2 separate regions of the Macaca mulatta genome follow, and region 2 is linked to region 1. Evidence: chromatin contacts called from public Hi-C data. All regions are on one chromosome and are shown on one strand. The core of a region is the stretch at or near the end of the contact, and the rest is flanking DNA. Distances in the headings are between cores, read along the strand shown.

Region 1 (6,936 bases), core at 2,415-4,914:
GAAATTTCCTTTTGGGGTCGGGTGTGTTGGCTTATGCCTGTAAACCTAGCATGTTAGGAGACCAAAATGGGAGGATCACTTGAGGCCAGAAATTTGAGACCAACCTAGACACTACAGTGACACCCTGTCTCTACAAAATACTTTTTCATTAGCTGCACATGGTGGCATGCAGCTCTAGTCCAAGCTTCTTGAGGGACTGAGGCAGGAGGAACCCTTGAGACCTGAGCAGTGAGGCTGCAGTGAGCTGTGATCATGCCACTGCACTCCAGTCTGGGTGAAAGAGTGACATGGTCTTAAAAAAAAAAAAAAGGAAAAAAAAAAACCCTCTTGGAACTAATTTTGCTGTGTCCTGAAAAACTTTATATGTTTATATATTCATTTATAATTCATTGAATGTCCTTTTTATTTTCCTTGAAACTTCCTCTTTAACCCAGGGATTATGTAGGCGCCTGCAGTCCCAGTTACTAGGGAGGCTGAGGCAGGCGAGTGGTGTGAACCTGGGAGGTGGAGCTTGCAGTGAGCCGAGATCACGCCATTGCACGCCTGGGCGACAGAGCGAGACTCCGTCTCAAAAAAAAAAAAAGAAATGCATTATTTCATTTCAAAGTGTTTGGAGATCTTCCTATTAACTTTCTGATACTGGTTTCCAGTTTGATTCTATTGTGATTACAGAACACTCCTTGTATGATTTCAATTTTCAAAAAATTTGTCTAGGTCTGCTTTATAGCCCAAGATATGATCTATCTTGGTATATTTTCCATGGGTACTTAGAAGAAATGTTTATTTTGCTCTTTAAAGAGTAAAATGTTCCTTAAATGTTGATTAGATACTTACAGCTATTCGTGTTAAGTTCTTCTACATCTTTGCTAATTTTTCTGTCTAAATAGTCTATCAATTGTTGATAGAAAGGTGCTGAAATCTCCAACAAAACTATGGTCTTTGTCTTTTTCTCCCATCTTTTTAATCATATCAGCTTTTGTTTCACATATCTTGTACTTCTATTGTTTGACTTGTATACCTTTTATCATTATGTAATGTACTTCTTTGTCTCTGGTAATTTTCTTTGTTCTGAAGTCTCCTTAATTTTACAATAATCTAGCCACTCCTGCCTTTTTAAAATAATATTTGCATGGCATATCTTTTCCATCCTTTTATTTTTAATTTATCTATATTATATTTGAAGTGAGTTTTTATAGCATATAGCTCAGTCACATATTTTTAATCCACCCTATAAATCTTTGCCTTTTAATGTGCGTATTTAGATTATTTACTTTTAATGTAATTATTAACATGTTGGCATTTAAGTCTACCATCTAAGTTTTATTTTGCTCCTTCTCTTTTCTCTTTGTCCTGGTTCCTGTTTTCTTTTTTCCTGCCTTATTATGAGCAATGTGACAATATTTTTAGAATTTCATTTTGATGTATGTACAATAATTTTTATATATCTCTTGTTATAGCATTTTCAGTGATTCCTCAAGACATTATATTATATAATTATATATAATGTATATTATATAATTATATATAATGTATATTATATAATTATATATGATGTATATTATATAATTATATATAATGTATATTACATAATTATATATGATGTATATTACATAATTATGTTATATATTATATATAATTACATTATATGTACATATATTATATATATATTATTATTATATATAATTATATTATATGTACAAAATTTATTATGGTCTACTGATGTTTACATTTTACCAGTTAAAGTGAAGCTTTAAAGCTTTCCTCTCTTCACATCTTTTTTTCCTCTTTCATTTATAAAATAACTGTCTTTAATATATTCTAAGCAATTAGAATCACATCAGACAGTGTCATAATTTTTGCCTCAACTGTCAATCATGACTTAGAAAACCCAAGAAGAGAAGAAAATATGAGTAAGTCTCTTGCTTATCCATATTTTTGCTGTTTCTTGTTTCTTTCTGATATTTCAAAATTCCTTTTTTTATCATTTTGTTTCTGTTTAGTCAATGATAAATTCTGACCCAATTTTGAAGTGAATTCTCACTGAATTATGTCCCCTCAAAATTTATATATTGAGATCCTAACCACCAATGTGACTGTATTTGAAGACAGAACTATAAGGAGGTAATTAAGGTTAAATAAAGTTACAAAGGTAGGGCACTCATACAATAGGATTAGTGTGCTTATAAGAAGACAGATTAGAAAACTGTCTCTCTGCCTCTCCCGCCCTCTCTCTGTCTCTTTCTCTTTTTGTGTGTGCACGCGCGCACACACACACACACACACACACACACACACAGATTATCTGAGCACACAACAATATGGCAACTGTCTACAAGAAGGAAAGAGAAACCTCACCAGAACCAACCAGGCTGGTGTCTTTTTCCAAGACCTCTAGCCTCCAGAATAGTGAGAAAATATGTCTGTTGTTTAAGCCATCCAGACCATGGTATATTAATAGCCTATGCTAACTAACAAAGATAATTTCCTTTAGTCATTCTTGTAGAATATGTCTGCCAGTGATAAATTCTCTTAGCTTTCCTTCATCAGAGAATGTCATTTAGCTTTGATTCTTAATTGAAATGTAAATGATATTTAGAATTTTGAACTGACAGTTATTTTCTTTTAGCACTTAAAAAATGCTGAAGTACTGATTTCTGATTGAAAAGTTAGTATCATTCAAACTGTTTTACTCCTATAGCCAAAATGTCATTTCTCCCTAGTTGCTTCCATCATTTGTATTTGCCTTTAGTTTTTACAAGTTTGAGTATGATATATCTTCATGCAGACTTTTTGGGGTTTATATTGTCTGGGTTTTTCTAAGCTTCTTGAATCTGTAAGTTTATGTATTTTGCTAAATTTGGGAAGCTTTGCTCATTTGTTTGCATATTTTTTTAGCCCTACCTTCTTTGTTCTTTCCTTCTGGAACTCTAACCCTGTTTACTTACTCATCCTTCTGTCCTCATTATTCTGCTGCTGAGCTAATCCACTGAGTTTTCTATTTTGGTTAGTGTATTTTTTAGTTTTAAAATTCCCATTTCACTCTTATTTTATCTCCTATTTCTTTACTAAAACTTTTCTCTTTTAATTTATTTCCAGTTTATTTGTAACTACTTGCAGAAGCATTTTTTAAATGATTTGTCACATAATTCTAGTATCTACATTGTATTGGTGTTGACATATCTTGATTGTCTTTCTTTATTCAGTTAGAAATATTCCTGGCCATTTTGTGACATGTGATGTTCTCTCAAAACCTGAACCCTTTAGAACTATGAGACCGGATCCTATGTAAATCTACTCAGTTGGTTTCCTCTACAGGGACAGAAGGGAAGTGAAGATAAAATTTCAAGTTCCCTACTTATCCTTTATTAATAGTCAAAGGGGAGAAAAGCTCCTTGTTACTGTTGGACAAGTGAGGGATTTTCATGTCCCCACTAGAGGTTTGCTGATATCATACTGGCATGCTTCTATTACTGCTCCCCGTGTGAACTCCACTGACACCACAGGGAGGGGAAACTGGGCAATGATGAAAGTCCAGACTCTCTTCTAGGCCTTTTCTAACACCACCAGAAAGCGGTAGAGGCATTCTTCTTCATTACTAGGTGGTGGTGAAAAGCAAAACTCCTCGGGTGTATTCACTGACACAATAGAAGCCACAAGTGTGACTCATTACCCTTAGCAGAGAACAAAGTTACAACTTCCTATGCAGTCTTCTCTGACATCACCCTGGAGAGAGTCTGAGACCCCTCTTTATAGTCTGAAAAGAATGAAACTTTATGCTCGTCATTTAGCTTTTGCTAGCTAAGGTGGGACTGGGCTACAGATTTTTTCTGTGGTATTTGGTCAGGGTGGAAGAGTTATTATATAGAAGCTTTCTTTCTTGCTAGTATGCCTTTCCTGAAACTTTGGCTAGAGCCAGTAGGCTTTTGTTAAGGATTTTTGTTTTTGCATCCTCTGGCATTTCTGGGATTTTTCCAGCTTCTGTATCTCCACGTCGGAAACATATGAGGCAAAAACAAAAACATAGAAAACTTACCACCATGCCATTCTTTGGTCCTCCAGTTCCTTAGCTAGTTTTCCTTCTTCTTTACACTTTTCAGGTCTTCTTGGGTTTGTTTTACATATAATTTTCAAGGTTTTCAGTTGGATTTAGCAGGAATATATCTATTCCATCTTTCTGGAAGCAAAATACCATTGAGAGATATTGATTTTAGAAATGGAAATGACTCATGTGAGAGAACACAGAATGGAATAATTTTACTGAGACAAGAAAGATCAAACCACAGAGAAGATGAAGACTAACTAAATTAGCATGAGCTATGGTGGTTACAGAGGATAAAGTTACCTGACTGTTACAATCAATATGCTGGAGCTCAGGGAAGGCAAAACTATGTGATTAGTAGCCCTTTCCAAATTCCATTATGAGTGGGAACAATCAAATTCCTGGTGGCCACTTGCTTAGTACTGGCTTTTTACCCACAAGATTTAATACTAAGTTGATTGATTCACTGTGTTTTCTTTGCCTGTTTCATAAGCCGCTCACTTTAATTCTGGATGTTCGACTAGCAAAAAAGATCCATTTCTGTAATTTTGAAAATATGAAAATACGTGAAGTCAAAGTCAATCTCAAAACTTCTTTGTAGAGATGGTAAGTAAAATTAAAGGATTAAAAACCCATTACTGTGCTACAAATCTACTTAAAATTTCTTAATCATTGCTGTTTCTGAGCTCCTCTGAATAATCTGTTAATGTGTGGTACCCTGGCTCATGGTAAGGGCATGACTTACATTATATGCAAAAATACCTTAAAAGTATTTATTCAGGTAATAGATACTCCCTTTGTGATGAGAAACAGATTTAATACAATGATGACTTGTTCCCAAACAATAATCTGAGTATCAGAAATTGAAGCTTAAGTTATTCCTAAGTTTTATTCCTAAAATGGATTTTTTTTTGTTTTTCAGAAGAAACTAAAACATATTAATATGCAACTTCACACCCAAAGAAATGTGAAACTTTACTTTCCTGACAAAGAATGTCCACTAATTAAAAATGACAATGTTGGCACTTTAAAAGTATCTCTTTGCATACTGAACACCTGCTTTGGGTAATACCTTGGCAAACTAAAAGCATATGGCCATTCTCCTTTTCATGGTTGTACCCAATAAATGTCATCAGAATTTCAAAATGATGAAGAAGGTCTTTAAGTAGAGAAAACGAGATGCCACTTTTGGTTTTCTAAACCACAAGGATTTGAGGGAGGGGCCCTGAGGCACACACCCAGAGACCATTAAGTGATATAGGGGCCAGAAATACAGAGTCAAATTTTATACAATAAAGATCAAATATCAAAAATAGCTTACAATACTAAAACAGGTTATGTCTAAAGTCAGAAATTCTTTCAGTAATACTGGTAAATTTTTATGCCTCTAATCATAATCCGTAAGACTGAACTAAAGCAGAAAACTCTATATTTAATTTGTCGCTTGAGCAATATTATGCGGTTTCAAAACTATAGCTATAAGAAGAAATTCAGTTGATGTTTCCATTAGTGTATTATTCAAGTTCAGTCCATTACTAACCACTTTACATTTTTAAATACCAGCATGTCTTAATAGTAGGAGTACTGGACTAAGAGTAACAAGCTGCAAATTCGAGTTCTTAACTACCACTGACATCACAATGCATTACATTTTTTCTGAATCTCACTTTCCTTATTTGTAAATTAAAATAGTAATAATAGCTGTTCTGGGTGCCTCACAGGATAGCTCTAAGGAACAAAAGAAAGAAAATGTTTATTAAGTAGATTCACACCAAAGTGGTAATGAAACCCTTGAACAGTGAAACTCCAAGTGGATGTAGCTGGAGACTGAACTAGCACAAAAGAGCAAGAGGAGACATTTGTTAGTGCAAATGAAGGGGAATAATATGTGAAATGATATCTGTATTACAGGTAAATTTCCTCAGAAAGCATTCAACTTGGAAGATGTTCTTATTAAAACACCCAGGGTCATCTTGGTATGTGTGTGTACATGCATGCACATGTACATACACACACATGCAAACACAGATACACACACTAGTCTGCATTTATTGAATGCTAATTAAATACTAATTTAATGTCTGCTCTGTGTTTGTCACCATGCTCAGAACTAGAGATAGAGGAGTAAGTAATTGAGAAACAGTCCCTCCTTTCACAGAGCATATGTTCTGGTAAGAAAGATTACAATATCATTTCCAAGTATGCAATGACAGCATGATACGTTGTAGAAATGAGAACTATGGTGGTATTCATTATTATAAACAATAAACATACAATATTATTTACAGATACATATTGTATCAATATTAAATACAGATACAATATGCTTCAGCAAAATAAGGGGGAAATATCAAAAAGAAAAGCAACATCATGCAATAAGCCAAGATTGCGCCACTGCACTCCAGCCTGGTGACAGAGCGAGACTCTATCTCAAAAAATAATAATAATAATAATAATAAATACAATAATAAATATAAATATTTATTATTGAGACATGAACATATTTGTGTCTACATTAACTGATATTTTAAATTTCCATCCCCTATTTCCATACTATTATAAAATGTTTAATAGTAATTAACTTGATATTTCAGTATTTAAGCTCCAGGATATCCAGGAGTAAGTATGTCTCAGCTAGAAAAGAGCATCAGCCAAAGACAGCCAAAAGGACTTTGTGTTCTCTTGTGGTGAGATGGTTAGTTAGTATCTGTTCAGTTATTAGGCAGAAACATGATTTCACTATGTCTTTATTTGGAAGTCGAAAGGCTTTTATATGAATATCAGGTTGACAAGGGGCAAACTGTGACAGCTTTGTACAATGTCAATTTAGTTAAACTAAAACTAAGTCTTCCATAATTCTATTTTCTATGTATTTCTGCATTAGGGTGAGCCAAAAG
Region 2 (6,405 bases), core at 3,094-5,593, 1.5 Mb before region 1:
GGTCCAAGTTGGAAAGCATTGACGCCATCATGTGGGAATCCTGGTTCACACCATTAAGACTGGCACACTGCTTTGCATCATCATGTGGCATGTTAAACACGTGGCCTAGGAAGCAATCCAAAACCCACATTAAAATATGGATCATGGCTCAGTGTGGTGGCTCACACCTATAATTCCAGAAGCTGAGGCGGGCGGATCACTTGAGGACAGGAGTTCGAGACCAGCATGGCCAACATGGCGAAACCCCGTCTCTACTAAAAATACAAAAATCAGCTGGGTGTAGTGGCGTGCACCTGTAATCCCAGCTACTGGACAGGCTGAGGTAGCAGAATCACTTGAACCCAGGAGGCAGAGATTGCAATGAGCCAAGATCACGCCACTCTACTCCAGCCTGGGAGACAGAGTGAGACTCCATCTCAAAAAAAATAATAATAAATAAAATAAAATGTGGATGATATGCAGCAGGTTCTTTTTTCCCAACAGGGATTCATTCATTCATTTGTCCCAAAATAATATTTCTAAAGGAAGAAATACATTTAGGAGACCGGCTATTTTGGAGACCATGTCTACTTTTCACAGGGTGTAAACAAACATACACATTTCCAAATGTCCAGAGCTACTACTATCTTATTTTTTACTTTAATAAAAATGACCATGTTTGAAATAGTGAAAAAATATTTTCTATAGTTTCTAAGATGTACTAGGACCTAAAATAGCAATATAAACTACAGACTCTCCTTCTTATATTGTTTTACCAGTTTACATTTCTGAATTGGGCTTAAGTCCTACTCTGAAGCAGCCTTACCTAATTCATGGGCTGTGGTGAAGGCAGCTTGTAAACCATCATCTTCTATGACAGAGCAGCTTCTGCTCGGATCACACACGGTTCCAACATCAGCCATCCCAAGAGTATCACATGTCTGGGACCCACACAAGTCCTACAAAAAGCAAAGGTAAATCCTTATTAATAAAGGGAGCATGAAACTTGGGATCTAATTTTTTTGGCAGGGTGTGCCTTCACATATGCTTTGGATCATCTACATTCATTATTGTTGACATAAGATTGCATGTGACTTTAATCAAGCTTTTTTCCTAATGCTTTTGAAATAGAACTGTGAAACTTGGAATATTAAAATTACAGTAGAAATAAGTAAGATAAACCATGCTAGCCAATTAAAAAAAGGTTAACTGCAAAAACACTGGTGAAATGCCTTGTATATATCTTTTTGGTACAATGTAGACTCCTAAGAGGACAGTCTCACAACAGGTACTTTCTTCCTCTTACCTGTCTGGTGAAAAGAATTGCTGTGTCATAGTGCTCTGCATCCCGGTCACTGGGTGGGTTGTGCTGCTTTTGCCAGTTGCAGAAGTTCCGCAGAGTGAGGGCAGCATTGGAAGTCACTTCTGGCCCCTTCTGTTCATCGTGGATGACCAAGATCTTCACCACCACCAGGCTAACTGAATTACGAATGCTGGGGTGTTTGTACAACCTGGCTGCCACCGAAAACAACGTGAGAAGGTAATGCTTTAGACCACTGCCGTGGAATTCTGCCATCGACTGGTCTGCCACAAGCATGGTTTCCACATAGCGGTGACTGGACACAAATCGCTTCTTTCTTATGCTTCCAGTTCCTGTAAAGAAAAAAAAGAAAGTTTGCTACGGTCAGGCTGTTCCAGAATAGTTACCTTCCTAGCATATATTAGGAAAGCCTAACCAGTCAAAGCAAACAAAGCAAAAATATACCCGGAAACAACAAAAACAAAAATATTTGCATCTCTTCACTCAAAGTGTTATTTTTAAAGTTCTCTCCTCTCCTTTAAATAAAAAGACCACGCGCTCCTCTGCATGGTCAGGCTCTTTCTGCGTGTGTGTGAGCAGGATTTCTTCTGTTCTCTTTGAAATCCTACAGTCTGAACAAGGCAGTTTCGCACATCATCCTACCCAATTGTAAAATCTTGGAGCAAGGGTGGCAGGCAGAGGCCCTGAGTCACTCTTTCACAGGCGAGGGCTCAAATCCTGAATGAGATCATCGGGCTCCACGTGGAAGGCCTCGGGTAGGGCCTGGGCTGCTGCCAAGGGGCCGGGCCTTAAGGAATCTCAGACTGCACAGCTCTGCTGTCTCATTCCAGAGGTCCCTGGGGTGCTCCGCTCTTGCCAGTGCCGGGCACAAGGACCACCCACTCTGCCCAGCCGCCTATGGCCCCACTCCCACTGCCCCAGGGAAATAAGTTCTGACTTCCAGGCAAGATTGATTATTTGGAACACAGTCTTCCACTCCGGACTGAGACCCAACCCCTGGGGAAAGTCCCGAACTGGGCAGCGACCACTTTGTTGCCAGGAGCAGAGGAGCAGGGGAAAAGGGGAGAATTGTTTAAAAAATGACACGTGAGAGAGTTAAAGAAGGAAAAAAGCACCAAAGTGATGAAAAGAACTGGAGAATAAGCACTGCACACCACAGAGAAGGCGTAGTAGGAAGGACCGGCAGTGACTTTCAACAGTGCTTGAGAGCAGAATTATGGCCGCGAGAGGGAGTGCAAACTGGGAGGCGGGGCAAGCCCGAGAAAGACCTCCCAAGCAGGTTCTTCGAAGGGGCCCCACCGCCTTCAGCCGGCCGGCCGGGGTCAGCCTTATAAGGGGGAAAGCGGACAGAGCCTGCAGAACAGAGATCCTAGCGTAGCCGCTCAGGGTACCTTCCTAGGTCACCATTGGTCCTCTGCCCTCTCCACATCCGCCCTCCCGTGAGCGCAGGATGCACGCACAGGCAGCGGTTACAAAACTCAGCGCAACATTGCAACCCGGACAAAAGGCACACACAAAATCGTTAAAAAGAAATACACAGAGTGGAAAGAACTCGCACAAGCTGCAACTCACTAAAGGTGGAAGGAGCCAGGTTACAAACTCTCCCTCCCCGGCCTAAATGCTTTGCTTTAGTTTGCAGAAAATCGTTTGTCAGTTTTTTTCTTGGTTATTCATTATTCGGCCAAATGAAAGTGTGTTTTCTAGCTGAGTTCACCAATCCAAACCTCAAACCACATTCCTCCATTCCAGGCCTCCGTTCTGTCCGCGGACTTATGCTCCTGCCTGCCAGCAGGAGTCTACCCTGAAGTCGCGTGGGATAGAGAAAGTGAGGAGAGGAGGATGAATGGACAGACAAACGAGAGCAATTCTTCTACCTGTGGGCTGTCCTACGCGTTGCAGTGCTGGGTCCTGCGGCGACCACTGAGCCCCTTCGTCCTCGCCCTCATTCCCTTCGTTCTCGTCTTCCGTCTCCGCTTTCCCAGTCGGCCGGGGCTCGTCGTCCACGACCCCACACGTGCCGCCGCCGTCGCCCTGCCGATTCCGCCGCAGGAGGTGGAACTGTAGTGGTGCCGGCGGCTTCTCCCCTGGGGCGGCGGTGGCGAGGCGCTCGCTGGCTGCGGGCAGCGGCTGGATGAAATATGCCTCGCCCCGCAGGTAGAAGGCGCCGCGCACGCCCTCGCAGAGGCTGAGGGCGGCAGCTGAGCTGGGATCGCCATTCACGGTGCCGGAGTAGAAGCAGTGCGCCAGGTCGGGTTCCGGAAGAGGCGTCTCGGACCCGGGTTTGCGCCCCACGTTCTGGAGCGTGAAGCCGGGCGCCAAAAAGCTGCTGTCGGGCCGCAGCTCCAGATGCAGCTGCTGGTCAAAGGCGTGCAGGCGGAGGCGCGTGGTCCCGTGTCCTGGGGCGCGCTCCAGCTCCGGCACCACCAGCTCCTCGTCCTCCTCGGAGGGGCGCCCGAGTGCGTCCGACACCGCCAGTAGCGCCGCGGCAAGCAGCAGCAGCGTGGGCACGGGCCCAAAGCTCCGAGACCCCGGAGCTCGCTCCGCGTTCCCCATGTCGCTGCCCAGCTTGCGCCTTCCGAACCCCTCGGGTACAGCTCGCTGCATTGGAGCCCCAGGAGACACCGCTCGCAGCAGCGCACGGAGCGAGGGAGCTTTAGTTCGGGTCGGGAGAGCAAAGCCTCGCTGGCCTGCTCTGGATTGTTAAAATTAACAATTTCTATTATTCGTTGGAAGGGCGCGCAGAGCCGGCTACAGCCGAAGCTCCCGGAGTCACTAAGAGGAGGCGCTGCAGTTCTGCCGGCGCGCGGGAAGTTTTTCTTCCAGCGCAAAGTTGGAGACACTGAGAGGCAGGCGCAGGCAGAGTGGCTCTGCGGGGACAAGAAGCGCTCTGGGGCGCCTCCGGGGCTGAGGCAACGAGGAGATTGGTGCCTGGCGCCCCTCTTCGGCCTCCGCCTTGGCTGCGGTGTTGCTCACTGCGCAGGGCTCTCCCCTCTCTGTCCGGTAGCGCACCCTGGCTTTGCAATAGCCCCTGGGTCGGAGCCGCTTTCCAGCGAGTGCAAGAACCGGGCAACCGAGCGGTCCTTTTATAGTGGACCGTGAAACCGCCCCCCCCCCCCACCCCACTCCTCCCCTTTGGCCCTTTTCCATCCCAAAGACGCCGCCCCCGGCTCCGTTGGTGCTAAACCGCGCTCTGCGCTGCGGGCTGGGGAGGGGGAGGGGGCAGCCTCCGCGCTGGCTCCACGCCACTGCTCGTCAATCTAGGGGCGGAAGGGGCACTGTGACCAGCACTTTGTACTGCTGGGGCCGCTCCAGGGAGAAGACTCTCCCTTCCACCTATCTTCTCCCTCGCGGGTTTCCTGGACCACCCTTCCTCCCCACCGCCCGGTTGCGGTAACTCAGTTACCGCGCTGGGCTGCGGTTCCCGGGCAGGAAGGTTCGGGTGGAGAACGGAGTCCCTTCTTCAACATTTCCCTATCCTGGAGCTGCCCTGAGTCTCCTTCCCTACTCCCTCAGTTCCCTCTTCCCCAATCTAGGAGATGAGCTAGGGCTACACTTTCTAGAAAAGTACCCCACCCCACTTCTCCACCTTCGCAGCCTGCCAGGATCTCCTTAGCCGCAGCCTGCTCTCTCTTTGCCCCAACTTTTCTCGGGAAAGCTTGGTTGGCCCTGCGCTTCCCCCAGAAAGCATGCCTGGGTGAGGGGCCAGGTGACACTTCTTAGGGTCTGGATTTTAAAATATGTTTGCTTATGCCTTCACCCTCCACCAACCCCCACCCCACACGCCACCTCTTCCCCAGAGACGACTTTGTGAGGACCCGGTTTCACATTTCTGGAATGGGTGATCTGGGACGCGGCTCAATTCCCTAGAGCCTAAGGAGGGAGTTGCGCTTTCTCTTCTTCATTCGAGAAATGATCGGCTCCCGCCAGTCTGCGTGCTTCCACTCCACAGCAGCTGCAAGCCCTAGGCCAGCGTCGCAGAAACGGCTAGGAACCCCACTTTCCTACCAGGGGGCCAGCAGCGATCGCTGGGGCTAGCAAGCGTGCAGTGGGGTAAAGAAGGAAATCGGCTTCCTTCCCGGACCCCTCCTTCCTCTTCCTATCAGGAAGGGAAAAGGCTATATCCGCGTTACGAAAGCGAGGAGAGCTGAGTCTTTCCACCAACAGGTCTTTAGGAAAAAAAACTGAGTGGCTTTTCTCTCCAAAATGTGGGAGGGGCTCAAGGACCCAGAGGAAGGACGTGTTTCACAGCGGAAAGCCGCGGGGACAATGGCGAGAGCGATCGCCCTAGCCCCGGGCAGACCCGCAACCCTCACACTCGCGCGCCCCCGCGTTAGTGCTCAACCTGGTCTCCGCCTTTCCGCCCCACCCCCGTCCGCTCTCTTGGTTGGCTCCAAGTTGATCTGGGTCCTTTCCTCGCTCCTCCCCAGATCTTCCCAACTTCAGTCGGCCCCAGCCAGAAGAGTCCCTTCTAGTTCTCCCACACGTCCCTCTTCCAAGCTTTCCTTTCCGGATGCTTTCCAATTTCTTTTTTCCTAGCGAGATTGCTTACTTGAAAAACGAAAACAAACACATTGCTCTCCACTCACCAGGAAAAATCAAATGAGCAAGAATGGCAGAGAGAAGCAACTCCGCTTACTTCTGCAAGGGCTTAGTAACGACCTCTAGTCCCTACACATTTAGGAGTGGGTGGTTTCGTAAATGTAATTTTGGTTTCCTAAAATCACCCTCATCGTTGAACGTTGAATGATCAACCAAGGCCTTAGATATATTTTGAGAGCTCTCGATTAACATTCTGATAGTGTTTCTGCCTACCTCTTTTCACTGAGTCTCTCCTTTGCAGCCCTCGCTCTCTTCCCCGTTTCATTTCTCCTTCAAATTCAACATTGACACCCGCACACATGTGTGTGTGATTCTTTTCTCCATTGTCCAGCATTGTTCAACCTACCTCCTCCTCTTCAAGTTTGAACTACGAGGATTATTCCTTCCTGTTTCTGTTTCCCAAGCGTCTTTTCCCAAACATCTGATCATTCCTACTTCCCAGTTTGGTTTTCAGACTTTTTTTTTTTTAACATTGTTATCTTCTATTACAGTAATTTTTTGACGGT

The links. Hi-C and Micro-C count contacts between places; a contact is called where the count stands out from the background.
Region 2: a Hi-C map of blood shows a contact between it and region 1, with 7 times the contacts expected there. The contact joins the promoter of ADAMTS1 here to the enhancer-like site in region 1. A contact is called at or near these places in 4 of 14 Hi-C or Micro-C datasets (blood, fetal cortical plate, fibroblasts and 1 more).

What each region holds. Positions count from the first base shown.
Region 1 is chr3:19,175,154-19,182,089 of T2T-MMU8v2.0, reverse strand. No RefSeq gene overlaps it. Among named protein-coding and RNA genes, the nearest start is that of HEMK2, 550 kb to the right of the region's middle. Within about 2 kb of position 3,664, at least 4 of the 40 cell types and tissues checked have an H3K27ac peak or open chromatin away from gene starts, as enhancers often do.
Region 2 is chr3:20,661,055-20,667,459 of T2T-MMU8v2.0, reverse strand. It overlaps ADAMTS1 (ADAM metallopeptidase with thrombospondin type 1 motif 1), which reads right to left and starts at 4,343. Exons shown (of 9, transcript NM_001266264.1): 1 at 3,175-4,343; 2 at 1,286-1,632; 3 at 806-938; 4 at 1-105. The coding sequence starts at 3,904.